4 separate regions of the Mus musculus genome follow, and regions 2, 3 and 4 are each linked to region 1. Evidence: chromatin contacts called from public ChIA-PET and promoter capture Hi-C data. All regions are on one chromosome and are shown on one strand. Each heading gives the region's core, a stretch centred on a gene start, on an enhancer-like site or on the middle of the called end of the contact. The rest is flanking DNA. Distances are from core to core; before and after follow the strand shown. Region 1 holds the start of Zfp715 (zinc finger protein 715). Region 2 holds the start of Zfp819 (zinc finger protein 819). Region 3 holds the start of Klk11 (kallikrein related-peptidase 11). Region 4 holds the start of Klk8 (kallikrein related-peptidase 8).

What was found. Promoter capture Hi-C pulls out the DNA fragments that hold promoters and counts their contacts. ChIA-PET counts read pairs in DNA pulled down with a chosen protein or histone mark.
Region 2: a contact with region 1 is called in a promoter capture Hi-C map of pre-B cells. The contact joins the promoter of Zfp819 here to the promoter of Zfp715 in region 1. A contact is called at or near these places in 9 of 39 promoter capture datasets (3T3-L1-derived adipocytes, the C10 cell line, the HPC-7 cell line and 6 more), 1 of 484 Hi-C or Micro-C datasets (embryonic stem cells), 1 of 115 datasets of contacts at active chromatin or transcription factors (embryonic stem cells) and 1 of 9 other capture datasets (adipose tissue).
Region 3: a promoter capture Hi-C map of pre-B cells shows a contact between it and region 1. The contact joins the promoter of Klk11 here to the promoter of Zfp715 in region 1. A contact is called at or near these places in 12 of 39 promoter capture datasets (the 3T3-L1 cell line, 3T3-L1-derived adipocytes, the HPC-7 cell line and 8 more).
Region 4: an RNA polymerase II ChIA-PET map of memory CD8 T cells shows a contact between it and region 1, with 11 read pairs. The contact joins the promoter of Klk8 here to the promoter of Zfp715 in region 1. A contact is called at or near these places in 13 of 39 promoter capture datasets (the 3T3-L1 cell line, 3T3-L1-derived adipocytes, the HPC-7 cell line and 8 more), 1 of 484 Hi-C or Micro-C datasets (CD4 T cells) and 1 of 115 datasets of contacts at active chromatin or transcription factors (memory CD8 T cells).

Annotation. Positions count from the first base shown.
Region 1 is chr7:43,309,467-43,314,690 of GRCm38.p6, forward strand. It overlaps Zfp715 (zinc finger protein 715), which reads right to left and starts at 3,834. Exons shown (of 5, transcript NM_027264.4): 1 at 3,638-3,834; 2 at 1,565-1,719. The coding sequence starts at 1,699.
Region 2 is chr7:43,603,321-43,608,488 of GRCm38.p6, forward strand. Zfp819 (zinc finger protein 819) reads left to right here and starts at 3,849. Exons shown (of 5, transcript NM_028913.3): 1 at 3,849-3,954.
Region 3 is chr7:43,773,214-43,778,086 of GRCm38.p6, forward strand. It overlaps Klk11 (kallikrein related-peptidase 11), which reads left to right and starts at 3,116. Exons shown (of 5, transcript NM_019974.2): 1 at 3,116-3,341; 2 at 3,668-3,824; 3 at 4,275-4,540. The coding sequence starts at 3,305. It overlaps Klk12 (kallikrein related-peptidase 12), which reads left to right. Exons shown (of 5, transcript NM_027097.1): 5 at 26-268. The coding sequence ends at 181.
Region 4 is chr7:43,794,467-43,799,307 of GRCm38.p6, forward strand. It overlaps Klk8 (kallikrein related-peptidase 8), which reads left to right and starts at 3,111. Exons shown (of 5, transcript NM_008940.3): 1 at 3,111-3,666; 2 at 4,158-4,317; 3 at 4,599-4,841. The coding sequence starts at 3,597. Klk9 (kallikrein related-peptidase 9) reads left to right here. Exons shown (of 5, transcript NM_028660.3): 3 at 1-63; 4 at 1,086-1,222; 5 at 1,525-2,290. The coding sequence ends at 1,677.

The sequences.
Region 1 (5,224 bases), core at 2,584-5,083:
AAACAGTTGTGCATCAAGCAAAAATGTATGGACCAACAGGCAGCTGGAGTCTCTTTGGACACAGCTGTCAGGAAGAGGGATCTGATAAGAATTGCACACACAGTTAGGTATTGAGATTAGCAATCTGAGAGGCTGAAATCTGACCCTTTCCTTTGAAAGTCTAACTTTAAAGTCTTTCCCTGGAAAACCAGACCGCAGACCAACACAACTGTTCCTCTTTCGGATTTAAAATACCGTTTAAAAAGGTGTCAGTCTCGGAGCTCGTTGAGGCTCATTAAGGCTCATTAAGGGAAAACTACTTCCTGCTGTCTAAAAGAATGAAATCTCAGCTGTTATCTAGTTCAGGGTGGAAATGGGACATTCTGATCTGCTCCAAAGATCTGAACTTTATAAACTATTGTCCCATCGGAGAAGAGTTAATTCAACTCCTGGCTACCATTACTTGGGCAGGGGACAGCCACCAGAAAAGTAGATTCATCTGAAGACATGGTAAATAGTTGGGAGGAATAATTATCACCCTAACAGGCTCCCTCAGAACAGTGCTTGCAGATCTTCACTGTTAAGCTTCAGGCTTTTCTGAGTGCTAATACGGAAACTAACTTTTCCTTCTCTTTCTCGGATGCTGGTTCAAAAGCATACTAAGCATGATTTCTCTGAAATACTGGGCTTCCTCAGTTTCTCTGAAAATGCTACACCCACAGCTGTCCCTTTCTACTGTGGCTCACTGGCCTCATGCCTGTATATAAGGCTTAAGTCTCCTCCATCGCCCTCCTCCCTGCAACTACAGGATTTTCAGGATACCTGCTTTGTTACCCTGTTCTGTTTTCCCTAAAACAGAACATGCAACTTAAAACAGATCCATGAGACTAAGAACTGACAAACGAAAACTCTACCTCCTCAGATGCATCATTTCTTACAGGAATGGGCACAGCAGGAAAGCTTTAAGAACTGGGGATTGGATCTAGAGAGATGGCTCAGTGGTTAAGAGCACTGACTGCTCTTTCAGAGGTCCTGAGTTCAATTCCCAGCAACCACAGGGCGGCTCACAACCATCTGTAATGGGATCATGCCTTCTTCTGGTGTGTCTGGAAACAGCTACAGAGTACACACACACACACATAATAAAATCTTTAAAAGAAAAAAGAACTGAGGATGGCAAGATGTAAAAGAGGAACAAACCTAAAAAAAGAGGGCTCAAGAGGAAGAAGAACTTGACATTAAGTAGATGAGACATTATCTATAGTGGTATAGACATGTAACAATCCCACTACTGGAGAGGTTGAGGCAAAAAAAAAAAAAAAAAAAAAAAAAAAAAAAAAAGAAAGGAAAGAAAAAGAAAAAGTTGAGTTTGATAGCAGCCTGGGCTATATGAAAGAATTCCAGGCCAGCCTCACATTAAGACCCTGTATCAAAGAAAGAGAGGGCAAGGGGGTGAGGGGTAATTACTTAGTGTGTGCTATATATAGTCCCTTCCTAACGAGATTAAGATGGTCTCAGAAGTCTGCAGCTTCCTGCGTCTGCCCTGAAGACCCGAAGAACCAATCATGAAGTCACTCCTGCTTACCTCACAGGACTCAGGCTGCTCCTCTGCACCCAATGGCTGGCTCTTCTGTTGGAAATTTGGATCTGCAGCCATGGCCCCTCTGTCTTCTGTTCTTGACGTTTTCTTCGTAGCAAATCCAAATCCCTCAAGAGTCATGGACGTTGAAGAAGGGCTAGCTGTGGCACAGAAGGAAATCCTTAGGCCTGAATGATTGCAGTGGTCTCAGAGACACCGGAAATCACTAAAAGACAACAACCAAACATCTGACCATGAATTGGTGAGGGCCTATATGGAAGAACAGGTGTAGGCAGTGTAGAGGATACATAAAAGCCCTGCTCTTGTTATTAGTCTGGGTTCTAAAACAAACAACAAAAGAAAACAAACAAAAAATTAAAAAACCATCCATTAGGAAGGAAGGACACACTGCAGCACTCACATGTTAACTAGTAGAAAACCAATGTGCTAACTAACTTAGTCATTACAAAATGAGTACATAGGTGCTTATTGTAGGGATCCAGAATGCCATGCTAGGGAAGGCTCACTAAGCCCTCAGCACCTGCCTGAAAGGAAGTAAAATACTTACAAAAAATCAGTACGTTGCCAACTTAATTTTGATTGCATTTCAAACAAACTTTTTAGCTACACATATGCATTACTACTCTGCTTGATTTGCTCGTAGGTCACTAAATAGAAGAACAGGGGTACATATTCGAGCTGTTTTCATTCTAAGGAACACCCTGGCCACCATATCTATGCAGTCCCTTCTGTAGTCAGCATCTAAAAACAGCATTCCTGTTTCCTGTTGCACAAAGCGCTCAGGATGACAGCCAATTTTGATTGTAGCGTGAGTTTCTAGACATTTCCCCGTCTACACAGACACATTAAGAAAAACAGGCTTATCCAATCCTCACTCCCCCACTCCATGTCTGTCTGTGTGCCCCCTCCCCCGCTCCCATGTGTAAGTGTGTGTGTGTGTGTGTGTGTGTCTGTATTTGAGACAAGGTCTATTATTTAGCTCTGGCTATCCTGAACTTGCTATGTAGACCAGGCTAGCCTTTAACTTTCACTGCCTGGGCCCCATTAGTGCTGGGATTTAAAGATATGAGCTACTTACTCCTCTCAGACCAATACACAGTTTTTTAAGCACTCCAAATCAACACAAACATTAGGGTACAAATAAAACGGCCCAATATTATTTTGGTCAACTGCCAACCAGTGATCTTTAACGTCTGTATAGGATCCCAAAGACAGGCAAGCACTGATGCACATAATGTCCAAAGGATTCCCAAGTATGACTCTAATGTGCCCCAAAGAGTGAAAGTGTTTTTAATATTTGGGATCATTCCTTCAATAATGCTGGTCATCCAGAGGTAGGAACGAATTAGTTGGAAAAGGAGACCCAAAAGCAGCCCATAAAACAAGATTCCCTACTTTTACGGACCTTAGAAGAAATCTCTTGAGCTCAGCAGCCTAGATAACTAGGCAGCATGCAAAGCGTGGGACCCCCTCCCTCCCTCCCTCTCTCCCTCCCTCATCCGTGAGAGCCTGAGCACTCGCAGTTCCGACACCTGTGGTCTTGACACTTGCTACTTTGGTCAAGCCGACGGGATTTTCTTCACATAGTGCTAACCGGAATCAAGCCACAGTCACTGGCCACGCCAACACTAACGACCAGAGTCGCCCTCACAAGCATCCCACTCCCGCCCTAGGCTCCATCGCTGCCTCTGCTGACCCCTACGCCAATCACGGCTTGAGTGGGGCACAGGCCACCTCAAAGTCTTCGCCCTTAAGCTCCCGACTCCCACCCGGGGACCCGCTGCGTGCAGCGCCCACTCACTGAGTCCCGCCCCCTAATGGCCTCAGCTGACAACTTTCATGGACGACTGCGTGAAAACCCACAGGAGAGCACATTGGGAAGTGACAAAACACCCAAGATACGGGAAACCCTCGGGAACAGGGTGAAAGCGCACCACGCGACCCCCACCCCATCTGACGAGCCCCGGCAGCCGCCTCAGCCCAGTCCTTCAGCACAAACCAGCGCTCGGCACAGCACTGCGTCCTCCCACCCCCTGCGCCGCCGCCGCCGCCACTCACCTCACACTGCCCGGCCGAGAGCTCTGCACACGGCACGCCTGACGGCGACTTCCGCCCACGGAAGCCGAAGAGTCCCGGATGGAAAAGTTCCAAACCACCTCGCGGACCCGCCAGCGAAGTAACACTCGAATGACTACAACATTTAAGGTTTCACGGCCACTCTATTTCCGGTGTCTTTTAGATTTCCGGCAGGACATGTCCACGCCCAGTAGAATAATGCGCATGCCCACTAACACTTTTGACCCGAGTGTGCCTGCCAGCAGTCAGCATGGCAGACCGGGTGGTTCCAGTTTCCTTGGAAACTGTGGTGGCGGCGTGAGTGAGCTCCGGACGTTGGAGGCCACCATCCAGGAACTTTGATTCCATGTGGGCGGGCAGCTAAATGCAACGCCTTTGAGTGGAAGTCTGAAAGCTGTCTCCCATATGGTGTGACAGGCCTGGCAGGAATATGATAGTCTAAAGAGACATTCTGTGCCCCTTCCTCTACAGACTATTGAGACAATGGAACACAGAAATAGAAATTCCATGATGGGAGAAAGGATGTGCTGAAGCCAGGAGGCAGTCAGAGCAGGGACTTGTCACAGGAAAACAGATTTCACACCGTTCTGACAACTTCCTAGACCACTTTGCAGGACAGACTTCAGTCGGAGACAATGATAGCGAGGGGCCACAAACTAAGATTGCTTGGTAAGACTGCTTAGTTACATACCTCTTGCTTTCTATTTAAACCTAATTCTGCAGGGGAGAAGGGATGATATGATAGAGAGGTAGCTTAACAGGTAAGTGCCCAAACTGCTCTTAAGGGCTCAATTCCAGCACTCACACGTCAGCTCACAACTATCTGTAACTCCTGTTCCAAGCGGACGCTCTCTTCTGACCTCCAAAGACACCGAGCACACTAGTGGTACACAGACACTCGTGCAGATAAAACACCCATACACATAAAATAAAAATTTATATCTTGCCCAGTGGAGATGGTACACGTCTTTAGTCCCAACACTCTGTAGAGAGAGTCAGGCAGACCTCTGAGTTCAAGGCCAGCCTAGTCTATAGAGAAAGTTCCAGGACAGCCAGGAGAAATCCTGCCAAAAAAAAAAAAAAAAGAATTAAATCTTGATCAAGAAGTTGGCTCATACCTTTAATTCCAGTACTCTGGAGGCAGAGGAAGGCAGATCTCTGAGTCTGAGGCCAACCTGGGCTACATAACTGAATATAATCTCATAGCTCCCATTTTGCTATTGTGGAAAGATAAACTAGGCAAGATAGATCTCCATTGTTTTAAAATTGTATTTTCCTAAATTATGCAAGCTTTTGAGAAAGAAAAAAAAAAAAACCTTTAATGGGTTAACAGAAACTTTCGATTTCCAAGACAGAAAGCATCTGGGAATATCTAAAGACTTTTTTTTTAAGGTTTCTTTCTTTATTTTATGTATATGAGTATACTGTAGCTGTATTGATGGTTGTGAGCCACCATGTGGTTGCTGGGAGTTTGATTTTAGGACCTCTGCTCACTCTGGTTGACCTCCAGCTCCGCCCCTGCTCACTCCCACTTAAAGATTTATTTATTATTGTATGTAAGTACACTGT
Region 2 (5,168 bases), core at 2,599-5,098, 290 kb after region 1:
CCTTTTATCTTGTTTTCTTCTCTTTTCCCTGTCACAGTTTTGTGGCACACCTGACACGAAACCTAGATTTTGGAGAAAACCTTTAAACAAACATGTTTATGTCTGAAGGAGGGAGAAACATAGCACAGCTCCAGAGCTAGTTTTCAAATAAAGCAGGAGAGCATAAAACAACTGTAATACACATACTCAAAAGACATTCGATTCTCTGCTAAACTGAATCCAGTGACCAGAAAGCCCAGAGATAAACTCTGAGCCCTGATTATCAAAGCAGCTATGGTGAGTGGCATTAGCAGTGGTGGCTGGCAGCTGGCAGTGGCAGAGAAAGCAAAACACAACCAATAATCAGGGAAAGCTGTGTTTATTAGAAAGCTCACATGCTCAAAGGAGACCAGTCAGAAACAAAGCATGCAGTGGCCACCATCATCCATACATTCAACTGAGCCTGACCCGTTTCCATCTCAGCTCCCATGTCTGCCACAAGACTTATGTACAGGCCAGAAAGCACATACCCATCTGCATGCACAAAATAGGCAGACAAAACATTCCAAGCAACCGGAACCAGATGGGTGGGTGATGCCTCACCTTGGACAAGAGTGAAAGGGTTTTGTAGTTGGATGATGAGAGTGGGGTGATGCTTGGCTATAGAGAAGTTTGAGTGTCCCACACTCATGAATGGCCAGAAAGAGAAGGGTATATCGGGATGTATGATTTGCAACAGGAGGAGAAGGGGACTGGCCAGCAAGCCTAGAGTCAAGCAGTTGGTGGGGGACCAAAGGGAATAGAGACTGACACTTTGGCTAAGAGGTCCCTCCCTAGTAAGGGGACAGGATAGGTACTGTTAGGAAGGAGTGGGCAAGGAGGATACCCCTAAAGACACAACTAAGTGGTGGGGTTTGGTGAAGAAGGTAATGCTATCCCCCTACCCCATCAATAGAGGAGTGAAGAAAGGAGGTGGGTCCCCAAAACTTCATCCAGACCAAGTAAGAGACTCCTGTGTACAAAAGGAAGGAGATGGTTTGCCTTGGTACCTAGGGCTTCATGTTGGAGATGGCAGGAATCAGGCCTGAGGGATCCCAGGCCTCAGTCATCCATGGCAAGTCCTGTGAGACCAGTAAGTGGACGATCTGGGTCTGATGTTCCCATACTGCAAGACTGACAGTAGGCTAAAAGTGGGTGCCAGACAGGGATGACCAGGGCAGCCTGTAGCTGGAGAGGGAGAAGGGGGGGGGGTGGGAAAAAGAAGCTGAAGGTCAAGGCCAGTAATGGGGGGCTCCTTTGCTGAATCTGATGGGATTTTGACTTCATAGTTAGAGGAACTAGGTGGGGAAACAGGAAGAACAGAAAAAGGGCTTGGAGAAGAGATAAGAGGAAGCTGGAATGTAGGGGGTGGGAATCGCTTTCCATTTCCTTGATCACTCACAGTAATTCTATAAGTCCCAAATAACATTGGTTTCTAGGATGTTAGGTGGCCATTTGGGTTGCCTATCTAAGGGATATTAAGTGCAAATATGATTGCAAAAGCAATTAAGTTTGGGGCCCTTCGGGTCCAGTGCCAGCCAGGTTGAGTGGCTGGAGGTTTTCTAAGAGTCATCCCAAGAGGGAATGAGAGGGTATGGCTGACACTGTTCCCATGGATGAGAAGGGGCCTGGAGGTGGGTTGCAGCAGCCTGTAGTCAAAGGTGTGCTCAGGACTCAGGGAGGACAAAACAAGGACTCTTGAATTAAAAAGCCAGTTAGGGTCACACATTTCCTTAATCCCCATACTTGGTATGCCTCTGCAGGAGAGTAGCTGACTTCAAGGCCTTGATGAGGTACACAGTGAGTTTTGGTCAGTTTGTGATGTAGAACGAACGTCACTATGACAAAACAACAACAGAAGGAAGGGTAGGCTCACAGAATAAAGGTCCTGGTGCCCGTGCTTGTCTGTAGCTCTTCTAATCCAGGAGGAAAAGGAAGTGATGCGTCAGAAGAGGTAAGGTGCACTGGGTCTAAAAGTGTAAGCAGCCTGAACTAGCCATAGCCCCCTCACTCTACAGAAGACACTAGGAAATGAAAATATTTCTGGAGGCTCACGAGATGGAAGGCACATTAAACAGAAGGGGTGGTTGTCGTTTTTCATTAGGCAGCAGTAGATTGACCTTACCCCCTCCCTGCTTTTCCACTTGGTAGCCCTGAGCCAAACTATGGGAACAAAGCCTCATTTGCCACAACTCATAAAACAGCAGATATAGTAATGCCTCTGGCATACAGCTGAAAAGAGTGTTTGGAAAATCGGGCGATAGCTAGCTGATTCTTAGTCATACTTATGACCTGCCAGGTAGGGGCTGAGGACTTGATGAGCCCCATTCTCCATCAGTTCCCAATGCCAGTGACCCACACCTGCATCCTCATTTTACTAACGGGACCTTACTTAATACTTTTCTGTTGCCAGAGTTTACAAGTGGGAGGAAGAGTTGGACGTTCCTGGGCTTTGTCTGTTTGGCAGTGTCTATATGGTGACCTTCACATAGGGCTTTCAGCTCATAGTGGGCAAATGTTGGGTGAGTGGTAATATGATCCTTGACTTTGCAGGGCTTTCTGATCTCTTTCAGACCCTTGAATCAGGCCAAGTCATTCACTCTGTAAATTGTCCCTGCATGTCGTCCCCACATGCTGCTGCTTGGCCTCTCCCTATCCTTGTTTTCCTCCTCGCCAGCCAGTTCAACACTGTTTCTATTATGCACTGGCCGTTGTAGCTGCTGTTATTGTTGTTTGTTTATTTCTGTTTTATTTCGTTTTTAAATTCTACCTGTAAGTGAGAATAGATACTTTTCCTCAGGGAAGCATGACATGTTCCAAGGATGTGTTAATCCTGAGATTCGTCAGAGAAAAACCAATTCCAGCTTTTGGGCCAAATTTAAAGCAAGCTTCATTAAATATTAAATACTGACACAAAAATGGACTTAGGTCAGAAACATTCCCTGAAATTTCCCAGTCTCCAGCCACGTGTTGCAGGCGTTTATAAGAACAAACCTATAGGCCATGTACTTTGCCATGAGAAGGTTGATATTTTCCAAGAACTACAATTCCCAAGTCCAGTGTGATGGCGCAGGTCTTTAATCCCAGAACAGGCGGATTTCTGAGTTCGAGGCCAGCCTAGTCTACAGAGAGAGTTTCAGGACAGCCAGGGATACACAGAGAAACCCTGTCTTGGGAAAAAAAAAAAAAAAAAACCAAAACAACAACAAAAAGAACTACAATTCCCAATATTCCAAGAAGTTACCGGTCCCTGGGTAGGTGGGGCTAACATTCATTTTTGGTTCGCAAGAAGGCTCATTTCAGATCTTTAATGTTCCATATGGCTTCACTTCCCATTTCCCAATAACTCTTCCTAGTTTTCAAGTTTTAGAAAACTAGAAGAAAAGTCTTAAGTCCGTGTGAAAACATGGAGAAATTTTTTTAGGAATATGCAATATAAATGTCTCTTAAATTCGTGACTAAGGAGCCTCAGACTTTTAGTCTGTGACATTCCACATGATCCATGGATGTACGGAAATGAAGTACTCTGATGATGACTTTCGCATAATTGAAATATGGACATAGCCATAACAATATGGGAGTGGCGCGTGGGTGGTGGTAGTGGCAGAGTGTACACCGTTATAATTATTGGCAAAGAGTATCTTCGCACGTGATGGTAGGCATGCGCAACACAACTTTAGTGCTTGCAAGCGATAGGGTATATGGGCAATACCGATTTCCGCCAGAAAAGTGGCTGAGGTGAAGTTCATTTTAAGTAGGTGTGTCCTAGAGCGTCCATTTCCGCTTAGATCGTCACGTGGTTAGTTGTTATCGTTACCAGGACGCCGCGGGAGTTTGGATTCTGAACACTGGGGAATCCTCAGCGTCCACCCGGCGTGCCGCGTGCAGAGCTCTCTGAAGTGGCTGCGCAGGAAGGATGCTGGCTGCTGAGCGCTGGTTTGTGTTGAGTGATGACTGAGGCAGCTGTAGGGGGGTGCCGGTGCGTAGCTGGGGTGGGCGTCCTGTGGGGGTCGGGAGAGCAGGGTCGAGGGTGGCGTTGGAGCCGGCTACTGTGAACCTGGGACTGGTGAGTCTGTGAGGGCGACCGTGCTGCTTGCATAACTGGGAGTGTTTGCTTTAGACCATGACTGGCTGGAGTCCGGATCAGACACTGGCATGTGAGAGGCGAAAAAGTGAGTAAAGATGGAAAATGAGTGTATTCGTGGTTTTGACTTACACTGGGGCTTCAGCATCCTTGGTCTGTCCAAGCCTAAGCAGTGTCAGAATTGATAGAAGGGATGGAACGATCTTCACAGCTCGTAGCTGTGGGCTCGAGCCCGCAGAACTGGGAGAGGAGCCTTTGTTCAGGTGCTGGGGACCCGATCTTTGGGCCATTTCCCTAATATTTCCCAAAGGGGAGCTGGTGCTGAGAAAGAAAAAACATTTGGAGCTTTCTAATTACCAGAATGAATATTGGAGTCCTTGAAGGTATGTGGGTGAGTCCGTGATGGCCATGGGACCCCTATGAACATGGCAAGGATGTGTGATGGGCAGTTGAGCAGGGTGGTGCTGTAAATAAGTTTTAGGGAAAGTGATTGGTCTTCTGCAGCCCCGACAGGTTGGCCATGGTCTAGTACTCCTATTGAAAAGACTAAGCTAGTCATGGTGAAAAGCAGAGAGGAGGGGGCAGTTCAAATTAGCCTCCTTGGGCAGTACCTAGCACCCTAGCCTCCTCTTTCTAGGATCCAGCCCGTACTACCTCCTATGGTAATCGGGAGGAGACGCCACACCCTGCCAGACAGCTTTGTTATGTAAACTTCTTGACAGGCAATTCTTGATCTCTTGAATCTCCATGACTGACTGGGGTTACTTCTTCTTCTGTGGCTAGTTTGAACTTTCTCAAGCAGAAGTCTAGACTAAAGAGGTTTACTTAAGTAGCCCAAGCTGGTCTCAAACTTGGCAGCCATCCTCCTGCTTCTGCTTCCTGAATGTGTGGTGTAGCTTGGGAGTTCCCAGAAATTTAAAGGTTTTTGTTGTTGTTGTGTTTGTTTTTGTTTGTTTGTTTGTTTGTTTTTTGTCTTTTGCTTAATTGGCCGAGTAGTCAGGGGACACAGTTATATGGGATCCTATCCTTCCGAGTTCCTTCTTCTGTTTTCTCAGCAAAACCCCCT
Region 3 (4,873 bases), core at 1,866-4,365, 460 kb after region 1:
TATAGATCTCATTTCTGTCTTTTAGGGTGACTCTGGAGGCCCCCTGGTGTGTGGAGGGGTTCTTCAAGGTCTGGTTTCCTGGGGATCTGTTGGGCCTTGTGGTCAAAAAGGTATTCCAGGAGTCTACACGAAGGTCTGCAAATACACGGACTGGATCAGAATAGTCATCAGGAATAACTAAGTGACTCCCTCAGCCTGCATGCAGCTCTGCTTAGGGACCGCTCTGACCCTCGGAGCACCAAGGTCTCCTCCCTCACCACTCCAGGCTCCCACCCTTGTGAGCTTAGAACCTCTTGAAACCTCGACTACACCCATGGCAGCGGAGAGGCAGCTGTACAACTGTCTGGAATAAAAGTTATACAACCAAGCGAAGGGGCTGCACCTGTCTGTTTATTCTCCAGTATAAGACTGGAGGAAACCCGAAAAGGTGGGAGTTATTGCTGGACTTGGTTGCATAGGTCTGTGATCTCAGCACTCTGAAGAGAGAGGCGAGGGGGATCAGGCGTTCCAGGCCATTCTGAGTTTTATGAGACCCTCTGACAAAAATAAACAGTCCACGAGTAATGGTGGAGGTCTTCAGTCCCAGCCCTTGGCAGGCTGCTCTCTGAGTTTGAGGCCAACCTTGTCTACAGAGCGAGGTCTAGACCAGCCAGAGCTACACAATGAGAATTTGTCTTAAAATCAAAGGTTTGGGCCTTACATTTATTATTGTTGTTGTTGTTGTTGTATATGGGTATTTTGCCTGCAAGTATGTCTTTGAGCCATATGCATGCAGTGCTCACTGAACCAGAAAAGGACACTGGATTTGAAGCCCCAGGGATTGAAGTTACACAGGGTTGTAAGCCACTGTGCGAGGACTGGGGATTGAACCAAAGTCCTCTAAAGAGAGTAGCCATTGCTCTTAACTGCTGAACCATGTCTCCAGCCCCAGCTTTGGCCTTCTCATGAACTGGATATAAATGGCCAGAGTGGGGGTGGTGTGCTATGCCTGACTGCGCTGTATAGCCATCTGTTCTGTCTGCTATGGGATGCCAGTATGTTTTATTGTTTCAGAGACAGTCCAAGGTGAGTCTAGAGATGAAACAACCCAGCTACAGTCGTTGGCTAGTCCCACCCCACTGGTCCTGTCTCCACATTCTCTTCAGAAGGCAGAAAAGAAGGCATTCTTGCTTAAAAAAATGCCTAAGAGGGGACCTAGTGTGCTGGGAACCTGGTGTGCTGACCCCAAAGCACAGGATGGTAGCCTTTTCCAACATCCCCTTGGCAGTTCATCCCCACTCCACCCCAAGGCAGGGCCGGCACCCCCATGTCACAGAGTAGAGAACTGAGCTTCCCTGGGGTGGAGTCACCTGTCCCACGTCACCTGGGTAGGAAGAGGCAGAGCCCGTAGGGTTTGAGGCCACAGTAGGCTGCTGGCAGAGCCTGGGCCTACCCCGCCTTGTCCCACATCTGACTAGGGAAGTAAGGCGAAGGAGGCCCATGGAAGAAAAATCTAAATGAAAACATAAGCTAGGAGAACTGAGGCTTCAAACCTGAAGCTATCTAATGAGGAGGCTGAAGAGTGACTGGAAATTATCTACAGAAACCAGTAAGTGCCGGAGGCCTGGGCAGTGAAGACCAGGGGGGCCGGGGAAGGGTCAGCAGAGAAAGGAGGCCCACATAGGAGCCCTGGGGCTCCTGGCACACCCGCTGAGGTTTCTCTCTCCTTTCTTGAGCCATGGCTGTCACAGGCCCTGACCTGCCTCCCCCACCGTCCTGTCCCTGCCCCTTCACCAGGCAAGCAGCCCCACCTCTATGACGCCCCAGATTCCCCCCTCTTTGGAAAGGAGAAGGGAGGGCCCAAAGGAGGCCAAGGGGCCCGCTGGGCCTAGGCTGTGAGAAGGGAGAGGCCCACAGGAGGAGAGAGAGCAATGGAGGCCTTAGAGAGGAGACAGAGACAGGCACAATGGGAGGCCTAGAAAGGGGTTGTAGGGACAAAAAGCTGTGACAAGAGGAAACAAGGATCCAAAGACAAGCAGGGACAGAAGCCTAGAGGCAGAGACCAAAATCACACACACAGAGGGGAGAGAGGGATGTGGGGGCCCGAGACTCTGAGACCTGCTGGAAAAAAAAAGGGTATACCTACAAGAAGAGGAGACCACAGGGAGAAGAGGGGCTCAGACAAGTGATATCTTGTCTCCCAGACCCCAAGGCTGCCTTGGGAGGGCCCACACACAGCTCTCTCCCAGGGCAATAAGGCAGGATTAGAAGCCCAGTCATCCCAGCGGCCCCCCTTCCGGAGGCCAAGCCCTCTGCCTGCCTGCCTGCCTGCCTTCTCCCCAGGTGCTCAGACCCAGCCTGCTGCAGTGTCAACCGCACCCTTTAGAGTTCCCATCCCCAGAGCCCAGGAATGAATCCAGGAGAGAAGGGAAGGTTCTCCCACCCCCACCCTCATCCCCACCCCCACCCCCACCCCCACCCATTCCAGAAGACTGCCATCCTAGAAGCTAGGCCTCTTCTGTCCCAGCATGCATTTTCCCCCTCTTGAAGATGTCCTTGGAAGATGGGGAGGGACTTGAAGCCACACTCTGCTTCCCTCTGTATCTCTCACCTCTAAACTGCTGCCCCCAAACTCAGTGACCTCCGTCCAGTCCGTCCCCTCAGGTGGCTTCGTCCTGCCCTTCTCTCCCACCCCCGCCAGCCAGGGCAGCTGTAGGCACCAGCTGTCCCTTAGCCAACCACACCCAGCCCAGTCCAGCTGTCCTTCACTGGAGTTCAGCAAGGTGGAGGGAGAGACTTCACTGGTTGTGGACAGACCTCACAGGTCCCTAATATTCTACATGTTGGGACATCAAAAATGAGGTCCTTACCCAGTAGTTAGCCCCTTCCCCCTTGTCTTCCCAGTTGTGGGGCTCCCAGTTGTGGAACAAGCCAGGTTCTCATGTAAAGAAAAAGAAAAATATTCTCTAAGATTTTCTCCCGGGGTCTTCCTTCTCCGAGCAGCTCAACCTGAGTGAGCCAGGAGCCTTGCCCAACAAAGCCCCTCCCAGCTGTTTTGTTGTTCTCAATATCCAGGAAGCTGCTAGCCTAGATCCAAGCCACTCTGGAAGCACAAGGCTTTTCTTACAGGCTTGGGGATTGGTGTGAGAACCAGGAGGTTCCCCTGGGGGAAGGAGGCAGGTAGTCAGAGAAGCAGAGAGACCCAACAGGTGAAGGAAAGAAGAAAACCCAAAAGCCAGCATTCTGATCGCCTCTTAAAGTGATTAGACCTCCCTCCTTGTCCCCAGGGGAACCTGGCGCCCGCCCTGCCCTACTCCAGGCCAGGATGATTCTCCGACTCATTGCACTTGCTCTGGTAACAGGTACGGTGGGGCTTAGAGGGAAGGGGGGCTCCCTATTCTACTTCTAAGGCCCCCCAGCTACAGTGACACCTGCTTGGAGATCACCCCCATGAAGTAGTCTGAGCTATACCAGGCATAATCAAGTGGGACTAAGAGGAGGAATGGGGGTGGGGGTTGGGTCCCCTCAAAATCTTAGGACAGCCACTAATGACCTGGAAGTATAGTCTTATGCCAGCACGTGACAGCTAAGAATGAGAACAGCTATTCTTTTGCTTACTTTCATTTCTGGGGTCTCTCTACCAGCCTACCCCCTCTTATGCTTGTACTTCATCTTTTGCCCCCTTCAGGGCACGTAGGGGGAGAGACGAGGATCATCAAGGGTTATGAGTGCAGGCCTCACTCACAGCCATGGCAGGTGGCCCTCTTTCAGAAGACACGGCTTCTCTGTGGGGCAACCCTCATCGCCCCCAAATGGCTCCTGACAGCAGCCCACTGCCGCAAGCCGTGGGTGCGGGGGCTGGGGCGGGGCTGGGCGGGGCTGGGAGGGGGCTGGAGATGGAGAGATGAATGGAGAGAGGGGCTGGGTCCAGAGAGAACGTGTGGGGGTGGCAGCAGTGGGTGGAGGGGTTGGGGATGGTGTGGTGTTAGCATGGATGATCAGACTGGAGAGGGTAAAGTAGCATTAGTGTGTATGACGGAGGCCTGGTTGGTATGAAGATAGAGGGTTTGGGGATGGAGTGGCATTAGTTTGTATGATGGGGATCTAGTTGAGTTGATGACAAAGGAATGAGGTGGTCTTAGAATAGATGATGGCCTTAGTCAGGATGAGGATGAAGGAGCGAGTGATGGTAGATGGGTCTGGGTGTTCACAAGGCACAATTCATCATCTCTCCCTCCCCACCCCTGCCCTGTCCCCCTACCTTTCTACCTCTGACCACATCTCTCCCACCTCAGCCATTACGTGATCCTCCTTGGAGAGCACAATCTAGAGAAGACAGACGGCTGTGAGCAGAGGCGGATGGCCACTGAGTCCTTCCCCCACCCCGACTTCAACAACAGCCTCCCCAACAAAGACCACCGGAATGACATAATGCTTGTGAAGATGTCGTCTCCCGTCTTCTTTACCCGAGCTGTGCAGCCACTCACCCTGTCCCCACACTGTGTCGCTGCAGGCACCAGCTGCCTCATTTCTGGATGGGGCACCACGTCCAGCCCCCAGTGTAGGGGCTCCTGAGGGAACCGTGATCCGGGTGGGAGATGGGGAAAGGAGACCAGATGAATCTTCAGAGAGAAAGATCAGAGTCACTCAAGAGGCATGGTGATCTGGAGCAGTCAGGAGAGGGATGAGCTAAAAGGAAGATGAGAAATTCTGAGGGACTCACTTTTGGGCCTCAAGACTGAGACAGGTGTGAGGCAGGTGTGAGACAGGTGTGAGGCAGGTGTGAGACAGGTGTGAGACAGGTGTGAGACAGGTGTGAGACAGGTGTGCGGCAGGTGTGATTCCCAAATCTATAACTTTCTAGTTGTGGGATCTAAAGCAGGTGGCTTTACCT
Region 4 (4,841 bases), core at 1,861-4,360, 480 kb after region 1:
GCCGGCCACCTGTGGGCACCCAGTGCCTTATCTCTGGCTGGGGCAGTGTGTCAAGCTCCAAATGTATGGGTTTGCCCTTAACCCTTGTTCATCTCTTACCACCTCTCGTCTCTTCCCTTTCTCTTCCTTCTCTCTTCCCCCTCTGTCTCCTCCTAAATCTCTTCCCCTCTTTCCTTCTCCCCCCCTCCATCCTCTTCCTCCATCTTCTTCTTTTCTCTTCCTTCCTCTCCTCCTCCTTTTTTTCCCCTTCATCCCATCTTCCCCCTCTTCTCTTCCCAGGGGCCCCTCCTCCCTAGGACTTGTTAGCTCCCAGCCTAGCTCTAGGTTCAGTGAGAGACCTTGTGTTGAGTGAATATTCTATAGTGTCAGAGCAGAAGACCTGATGGCCTCCTTTGCCTCTGTGCACACCTCCCCCCCCCACATGTGCATATACCACGTATATACACACAGACAATTCAGAACAGGATGTGGTGGTGGGTTTAATGTGGTGGGTTTTAATCCCCACATTTGGGAGGTAGGGGCAGACAGATCTCTAGGAATTTGAAGCCAACCTAATCTATACAGCATTATACACATATACATATATATGGGCAAAAATGTGCTCACACTCAAAATAGCATCTACTTGGCAGAATCAATAATACAGGTTACCCCCAGAGTAGCAGTAGAGTCTACATTTCTGTCTGCAACAAGAGACCATGTGCCCCGAACTGTGTTGTCTGGTTTCTGATAACATCTCTCAACCCTTTTCTCTGCATGGCCGCCTTGTAATTTGCCTCTGGCAGTGGGTTTCGCTTCAGGGATGTTTATCTCCCTCCCTGGTCTTTATTCACCCCACTCCTGTGACAGACAGACAGACAGACAGACCTTCCTGTTTCACTTCCCCCCCCCCTCTCTCTCTCCCTTTGGCCTTCTCTCCCCCTTAGCCATCTATTCTCCAGCCCTGGGTTGACTGTCTGGGATCTCATTTCTGAGTCTCAGCCTCATGACTCCGTGGGAGTCCCAAGGATGGAACAGCGTCAGGGAAGATTCTTAGGGGTGCTGCCTCAGATTCTGAGAACATCCTCCATCCTTCTCCCCCAACAGTACAGTATCCAATGACACTGCAGTGTGCCAACATTAGCATTCTGGACAACAAGCTCTGCCGCTGGGCATACCCGGGCCACATCTCTGAGAAGATGCTGTGCGCTGGCCTGTGGGAGGGTGGCCGAGGCTCTTGCCAGGTGAGCCATCCCCTGCAGGAGGGTGGAAGCACTTTTCTAGACCTCGGGGTAGGAGATGGCTGGAACCACAGACTCCAGGACCTAGGGATCCAGGCTGAGTACTAGGAGGTTCTGGGAGCCCAGGATGCTACATGGTGGGATGGGAGATGAGATCTGTGAGTTTTTATTCATGGAAATGAGGGAGGAGAGACTACAGACCAGGCCCTCCTGGGTGATGAATGGCAGAGGCTTTCTCAGGAGGAAGCTTCCGATGATTCTCATGAATAGACCCAGCTAACAGCTCTGTTCTTCACCATGCACAGGGTGACTCTGGGGGACCCCTGGTGTGCGAAGGAACCTTGGCAGGTATAGTGTCTGGAGGATCTGAGCCTTGTTCCAGACCCCGGAGACCCGCTGTCTACACTAACGTCTTTGACTACCTGGAGTGGATTGAAAGCACCATGGAAAAAAACTGAGTTCATGCTAAGATGGACAGACTGGAGAGGAAGACGGATGTAGAATGAGAGGATGCTGCAGGATTCCAGAGCCCCAGCTTCTCTGATGCGTGTCAAAGCACCCCCGCACGCCCCATGATGAAACTCCGCCCTCTCAGACTTCGGACCCTCAGACTTCACTCCTTAGTCTCCCCCGAAGACTCCTCCCACTTAGGTCATCTTCCCTCTTGGGGTCTGCTCCCAGGCAAAACAATTATAATAAAACCACGCCCCTTCAAAAAAAAAAAAAAAACCAACTGAGACACACCTCCTTTGCTCCTGGCCCATGCTACACCATTTTAATCACCATTCTCTGGAATAGCCCAACCCTCAGGATCACCGCCAAGAAATATCTTTCCCTAAATAGCTGCTGCAACCCTTCATATTTCACCCAATAGGATTTCTTCTCTGGACTCCATCCCATTTGTCCCCACTCCTAGTCACGCTAGGACTGCGCCTATTCTGCGCACGTGGACCTCAAACAGCTCTGGGTTCTGCTCCGAGTGTGTTTTGGGTCTGACTCTTGACATAGGATGATGGGAGCATTGATCTCTCTAGAGCCCCCAGGTGAATCAGAATAAACCATAGGAACGATCACTTCCTGTCGCCTGTAATGTGGGATACAGGGTGCGCACAGGTTGGGAGGAAAGGGTAAATGAACGAACCTGCTCCGGCCGAACCTCTGCAACCTTAACAACAAGCTTATTGCAGCACCTTGGGACTTCAGCCAGGGCTGGTCCCGCCGCCCTGGGAGGAAGGGGAAACCAGGTTACAGCGCCACCCTAACCTGCCTACCCAGATGCCCCGGGCTGGTTCCTGACCCGCCCTCAAAGTCCCCAACCAGAACACCGCCTTTCCCAATTTTCACAAAATTCAGTTTCAAGCCCATCCTTCATTAAGGACAGAGAACTTAATTCCAGCCCCCTGCTTCTTCAGACCCTGCAGAACACCCCAGTCCTTCTTCAGATTCAACCTCCACCCTCCAACTCCGAAGTCTAAATCAGAGCTCCTCCCTTAAATCCAGGGGTTCAGATGAGGTATTCAAACCCCAACTCACTTCCCTCGGACTCGGGGATTCAAGCTTTCACTTTTCTCCCTCAGACTCGGGTCCAGGCTTTGTTCCTTCTCTCTCAGACCAAGATATCCAAATACCAGCCCTCCTCCATCAGGCCCACGAGCCCAGGTTCCAGTTGCCTCCCTCCGACCCATCTCTTCCGTTCTACCCCGGGGGTCGGTGCACTGCCCCTCTAGTCCTCACCTCGGTTTCCGAGGCTCCAGTCCCTCCTCCTAAAGTCACTCCAGCCCGTGCCCCTCCTCGAGCGCTTGCGGGTTCAGCCGCACCGCAGCAAGGTGCGGGCAGAAGGCGGGGCCGTGGGCGGGGCTTCCTCGTTAAAAGGCTGCAAAATCTTGTACCCGACACACCGAAGGGAAGTCCGGGGGCCTCTTCCACCGAGTCCGAGTGACCCCGCCCCTTGCATTCTGGAAGGTGAGGCGCAGAGGTCCCCAGACACGGACCTCAGGCGCAGGGAGGTCCCCTTTCTCTGAGCCCAGGACCCTCCCACCCCCAGGCTCACATTCTTTCTCTCAGGATCTTCAAGCGGGTCTCTTAAGCTCCCTCTTCCCCAGGACGTTGGAGTCACAGCCTCAGATCTTTCTCTCCAATCTCACAAGTGGGCCAGAACTCCTTTATAATGTCTGGATCCCCAACAGCAAGCTCTCCCCCACACTAAAATTCGGGGATCTAGAGCTCTGCCCTAGCTTTCTCAGCCCCTAGCTCCATCCTCCAGCAAGACTCAAGACAGCTCCGGAAACACCTCCTTCCCCCAGTTCCCCAGACAACAAGATCTCAGGCTCCTCCCTCGGACTTCCTCTTAGTTCCACCCTCTTCCTCAGAGGCCACCATGGGACGCCCCCCACCCTGTGCAATCCAGCCGTGGATCCTTCTGCTTCTGTTCATGGGAGCGTGGGCAGGTGAGAGGAACAGGTCCCACCACCCAGGGCCTTCAGTGGGGTAGGGGTTACTGGACTCTGAGTGAGTTCCTTCTGACACGTGGGTGTGTGGGTGCCTGTGGTGGGCTTGGGGACCGGGGAGCTTTCTTGGTAGCGAGTAGAGATAGCAACTCAGTGGTGAGGAAGTGGGTTGAGTTTCCCATAGATGCATGGCTGCGGAAGAGATTCTTATTGCCTGTCAGACAAAGCTGAATTTGGTGTGGGGATGTCTAGAACTCGTGTAGACGTGCGTGGAAGCATGGTGAGGGCTGTGCCTAGTGTTGATTATTCTCAGGTCTCAGTGAACTTACATGTGGCCATGTTCCAATGGATGCTGGAAACTTATCTGTTGAAGGCATAAGAGACGGTCCGCAGAGGAACTGGCCTGTGTGTCCATTTGAACCCACAGTGGCTTTCCTGGCTGGGGCTCTGACATCGAGGGTGGCGACCCACCCTTCTCCTTCCTGATGCAGGGCTCACCAGAGCTCAGGGCTCCAAGATCCTGGAAGGTCGAGAGTGTATACCCCACTCCCAGCCTTGGCAGGCAGCCTTGTTCCAGGGCGAGAGACTGATCTGTGGGGGTGTCCTGGTTGGAGACAGATGGGTCCTCACGGCAGCCCACTGCAAAAAACAGTGAGTGAAGGGCTGGGCACATGTGGGTGGACCTGGAGGGAAGAGGCTCAGGGCTCTGTTTGAGGAAGAGGAGGAAGTTAAAACTTGGGTCTGAGGGAGGAGGGCTAAGGAGGACTGCTGGATCTGAGGCAGACAGGCTAGGGCCTGGACTCCTGGGCTTGGTGGAAGATGAATGGGTTCTGAGGGAGAAGGAGTGGAAAGAACCCCCAAGTACCCCCAACTTCCTTCTGGGTTCCAAGATCCACCCTCACTCCTCACCCCCTCCACCCCTCCTTGTGCAGGAAGTACTCCGTGCGTCTGGGTGATCATAGCCTCCAGAGCAGAGATCAGCCGGAGCAGGAGATCCAGGTGGCTCAGTCTATCCAGCATCCTTGCTACAACAACAGCAACCCAGAAGATCACAGTCACGATATAATGCTCATTCGACTGCAGAACTCAGCAAACCTCGGGGACAAGGTGAAGCCGGTCCAACTGGCCAATCTGTGTCCCAAAGTTGGCCAGAAGTGCATCATATCAGGCTGGGG